2 separate regions of the Gasterosteus aculeatus genome follow, and region 1 is linked to region 2. A link is a contact called in public Hi-C data. All regions are on one chromosome and are shown on one strand. The core of a region is the stretch at or near the end of the contact, and the rest is flanking DNA. Distances in the headings are between cores, read along the strand shown. Region 1 holds the start of LOC120828808 (rho-related GTP-binding protein RhoA-C). Region 2 has its middle 21 kb from the start of gata5.

Region 1 (2,700 bases), core at 82-2,581, 160 kb before region 2:
GCCCTGCATTAACACAACGTTGAACTGCGGATCCATGACTTTGATTGGTTTATTATTATTAAGACTCTGGAAAGATTGGTCTCTTGTGTCCACTTGCCCGAACAAAGGTTCATTTACTCACATTCACTCCATCGATTTACGAACGCCGACTACTTGACATCAACCGTTTCCTCTGTCCAATGTTTATGTGCTAATGTATGTGATGTGCTCAGTGTGATGGGAAATACAATAGAAGCAGGTCCCTTTACATTCTGTGACACGACTGACGCGTGTTACACTTTAGACAACAGATAATAAATGTGACCTTGTGTTGTATTCGTCAAAAATCTCTAGAGCAAGAATTTGACTGAAAAACTTTGTTCTTAAATCAACAAAACCTGTGACAATAAATCACTTCATAACATAAAAGCAATCTCCTCCCGTTTAAAGATTACCTAAATCGACACATCATGGTGACTAGATGTCACGGTGTTAACCTCTAACCTGCCACGGCTGTTGTCCTAAACACGCGTATTTGGAATATGTGCGTCACTAAACCATCGTGCCTGTATACAACTCAGTGGAAGCATCTAGAGCTCGTTGGTGGATGGATCTCCTCATTCACATGGCATTTAGCCCACAGCCACAGTGACACCAGCTGATGTTGATATATGAACATTTTACCCGCGTTAGAGAGTCAAATATGTAGACGTGGAACTGTAGAAAATGGCTAATATCCGAGTAAGTGCTCAAAGGTCTGACGTAACGTTTTCTGTATAATTATAACTTAAATTCACTTCCTCACTGCCGTTTACCTCTTCGTGCAAAGGGCTATAGCGTATGTCAACTCAATCTCTAGGGAATTGCTTCTCCTTATATATACCTTGCTATCCTAATGTCGCCTTAAAGTACATTGACTTCCTCATTTAGCCTCTATTTCTTAACGAAAGAGTACTTCTAGCTAGCAGCGGTTGCCATTCCATCTAAGGAGGCTAACTATTAGCTTGCTAACTTTGCTGAGTTTTCCGGGGGACCTGGCCTCTGGTCAAACTAGATATCTAACATTTTAAGAGCTCTATACATCGCTTGGTTCTAACACCTAACCTGATATTCAAACCAAGTTAGCAAATACCCAATGCGAGGAGTTACTTTTACAGCATTTTTACCGTATTATTGGATATCCTCGCCTTTCTTTAGTTTTTCCTGTCGGACCTATCAGTCACGCCCCCAGTGCCACGGAGATAACGCCCGCCCATAATATGTACTTTAGGCCAATTGGACACGGCGGAATAATGAGTGACTAGTGACTCAGCCAACCAACTAATGCACGTACAAATTGCCCAGTTTTATCTGATGGTTTTACCCTGAATTATTTATATATATGGCCGGTTTGCCTCGTTGATATTTTGCCCTCACTTTGCATTCAAACTGTGCCGTCAGAGTTTGACACGTGTAGTTTGGACTTGGGCAGACAAGAAGCTGTGAAAGCGGATGGACTAGAACCCAATATTATTGTCTGAAGATGGACATGAATGATGATAAACATAGTCTGTAATGTCAGTACAAAAACTAGTCCGCTACAGATCACCAACATCTAGCAAGAACACGTGACAACGGATTTGCGTTTTGAGTTGAAAGTTACTTAAAAACATTAGAAAAAATATTTAAGTAGACGTACAAGAAGTAAATGAACGCTTTACAGCTGAATTCAAGACAAGATAAAATACAGTAATATTTTGTTAAAATCTGTCAGTTAAATAACATTACACAAATTATTTCCGGGGAAGACTAAGTTATTTCTTTAGCTATTTCCATCAGTTTCCTTTTGCACTTATGGAGATATGAAATGATATATTACATTTGGTAATGTCAGAATATGTATTAAGGCCTTTGTAGGTCTATACTCTGCTTGTGACCTTGCTTGCATTTTTCTTTTTTAATCTTTATATATATATGTTTACTGTTTTGTACTATTTGGACCTTGAGTCTGAAATAAAAGTTGATACTGATGTACTTATCAAAACATGTACTACTTAGCATTGGATTAAAATTAAAATTTTAAAATTCACTGCAAAGGCAAAGTGTGGAGGTAATGAAAGTAACAAAATACACTAAGCATGTAACCAGAAGTGCAAAAAGTAGTGAAATGCAGTTATGAACAGAATGTATGCCGAATGAAATATAGAACGGGAATGTGAGCAAAGGGGCATACATATATACATTGACTTAGTTTCAATTCATTTCTGGATGCCTAAGGGATCATGATTATGTTGTTTGATCCCCTCCCTTGACCCAAGATAATATTGAAATACCTTCAAAATAATTAAGCTATATCATGAACTCATGATGATCACTCATCACGCGAGACGTTGTTAAAACACAAACGATACCTCTCTGTGACCATAGTGATGTCAACAACCAGCTGCAAGGAATCTGCGCATGCGCATATCTCAGGTCATAATTTTGACTTTGTAACCTTTCTTTTTTTGTGGAGGAAATGGGCAAATACACAAAAAAGTAATTTGGGTCACAAACTTAAAATGTCGGCAAGCGGCCCGTTTTTCGATTAGTTTTTTCTTTCTTGGTTTCTCAATTGAATAACGGAAAAACTAATCGTTTTTGGTTTTCGGGTTCATCAATTGAAAAATCAATCAAGAACCAATGATACACGGACTTACACCAATTTTTATGTATTTTCGCTTTATGGTTTTTACGGTAAAA
Region 2 (2,700 bases), core at 181-2,680:
GCCACAAGATACTACTCTTTACCAAATGGATGTTGTTAGGAATTTGACAGATGGTTCACACAGTCACCTGCAAAGTACATTTGTAGTGATTTTCAGATGGTTCTGGCGGGACAGATAGTCTGTTAGAGACCCTTTTTTGTTAGTGTCTCTTGTTCCAATAATCAATTATTCTAGTTTGAAAGAAAGGCTGAATAAAAAGCCACCGTAATATTATATCCCTTTTTACTACCCCTGTTTTCTGTTGCGTTCAAACGGGACACACAAATAAAAATAGAAAACTCTCTTAAGGACTAGTATTAGTAGTAGGTCTTTGTTGACTCTAAAACGACTCAAAGGGACTCTTATTCGCAGTTGGCATTTAGAACACGTACTAAATAAATGGTTGTGATTAGCTTCTCATAGTAGTTGCTGAAACCAGAGTGGAGGTTTGGCAAAACCAAATAAAAAATGTTATACTTTCCAAAAAAGCAACAGCTTCTTTCAAAATAGACTTCCGCCTCCACTGTAACACCTCAGGTTCAGGGAACAAAACTACTTAGTAAGGTTTAGTGAAAGACTGATGTACTTGACTATATTTAGGAAGTAAACCTACATAGATGGTTGTTCTGGTTGGAATAACGACTTCATTGTTCATGATTACAAAGATTACAAACAAAATGATATCATTACATACCTCGCCATTAATTGTTTCAAGAATAGCCGCAAATACCGGGTGAAACCAGCCTGACTCACCTGACGCCACATACTTACATCAAGGAACAAGCATACTTATTTGACCCCCAAAAAAGAACTTATTCAAATGCAAAACTTAATGTTTTACCTAGTCTAACCAAGTAGTTTTGTTACACAAACTTTAAAATGAACAACTGTTGGAATTGTTGTCAGAAAGGACGCTGTATGAAAGTAAAAAAAGAAGAAACTGAATGCAGTAGTTTATTTTGAAAACCATGTCGCCCCTGACACGTCTAAAAGTGGAATACACAGGTCATAAATGAGAATGTTTTGTCTCTAATGCCATTGTGAAACACCAGTCTACATGTTTCTTTGGGAAGATTTACTAATTTATATTGGATCACAATTGTATTCACACGAGGAAGCTTTGTTGTGTAGCTTAAATTAATAAAATAGACCCAGGTCTTCATTTCCAGTGCTGCTCTGTAGCTGATCCTGTGCTGCTCTGTAGCTAATCCTAACCTCTGACCTTTTAATAAAAACAACCATGCAAAGTGATTTAACCAAAGACACACTGCAGCTTCATTAATATAAAAAAAATGACGCACACAACATTTTTTAAGTTTGAACCTTTTGATTTATCCATCTTTTAAGAATGCACATGACTTTGCTGCCTGCAAAGACTGTACTTTGCGACTGTGCCGTCCCAGGTCAGTAAAGGTCTTGCAGCTGTTGGTATTGCTGGCCTCAGTGCTGTCCAGGAATAGCTACCTGGGCAGGACCCCTAGAGCCACGTTCTAATAAACAGCAGGGGTATCTCTAGGACACCATGCATACAAACCTCCTGACTGTCATCCTCTCTCTCTCTCACACTCTCTATCTTTATAACAAGCTCAAATTTCCCCCCATGCAGAAACTCCCTTAGTCAAAAACAGCCTCGGACAGCAAACATGAACGGCCCCAGGCAGCAAGGACACAACGCCCACAATTCAAATAAACAGCGTGTGTGTGTGCACTAAACACACTGGGCATGTATGTGTTTACTTGATTGTTGGAGGATTAAGCACTAATATGACTACATAAAGAAAGTATGAAATTTTGAGGTAATTTTGTTTAGTGTAAAATGGATAATTCAAAAAAAAAAATGCATTTCTCTCTTCGTCTGTCTTCCAACACCTACCACACACATGCACTCTTAATCTATTCACGCCGTCACAAACACACACACACATGCCCGCCTCGGAGGCCCACGTAGTGGCTCTATGGATTAGATGAGAGGGCCTTTTTGCTTTATTTAGTGAAGTGCTGCCTAATATGATTATGGTCAGCATGCCTCCCGCTCTCCGCAGCTCAACAAACTGGGAGCTATTACCTGAGTCCCCAGTGACCGACCATCCCACCCTGGAGAGAGAAAGAGACAGGAAAAAACACCTCATAAATGCATCACTGCTCAAATGTATATGCTGAAAAAATATATTTGTTGACAAAAACTTATTTAAGGCGACGTATCTCACTTCCTCAGGCATGACAAGTGAGCCACTGTGGATCTGTTGTGGTCCTGCAGTGATCACCTTTAGTAGATGATGTCCGGATCACATACACACACGATCACATACACACACAAACAATGTAAGTGGTGGTTCATCACAGGACTCTGGGCTGCGATTCCAAACAGAGCATCCGCTCACCATCAAGCTACAATATGTGGCGCTGAGAGTTTGAGTTTAAAAAGCAAATTGAGTGAAAAAAGTAAATATTAATAACAATTTTGTACTGGTCATGGATGAAACATTGTCACATTGATTTCCACATTACTAGCTTGCAAACTTTGTAAAGCAAGAGGTTAATAATAAGCTATACTACTATATATATATATATATATATATATATATATATATATATATATATATATATATGATTTTGATGAGCGAACGGACTGCTAGCCTTTAAATAAACACTCAGCGGGGATAAGAACATCGAGTCCACTGTGACTTGACTGCAGTGTCTCAGCCTGTGCAGACGCACTGC

The links. Hi-C and Micro-C count contacts between places; a contact is called where the count stands out from the background.
Region 1: a contact with region 2 is called in a Hi-C map of skeletal muscle, with 6 times the contacts expected there. The contact joins the promoter of LOC120828808 here to the enhancer-like site in region 2. A contact is called at or near these places in 2 of 6 Hi-C or Micro-C datasets (both in skeletal muscle).

Annotation. Positions count from the first base shown.
Region 1 is chr2:19,786,983-19,789,682 of fGasAcu3.hap1.1, reverse strand. It overlaps LOC120828808 (rho-related GTP-binding protein RhoA-C), which reads right to left and starts at 1,331. Exons shown (of 5, transcript XM_040192418.2): 1 at 1,146-1,331.
Region 2 is chr2:19,626,726-19,629,425 of fGasAcu3.hap1.1, reverse strand. No RefSeq gene overlaps it. Among protein-coding and RNA genes, the nearest start is that of gata5, 21 kb to the right of the region's middle. Within about 2 kb of position 1,430, at least 1 of the 9 cell types and tissues checked has open chromatin away from gene starts, as enhancers often do.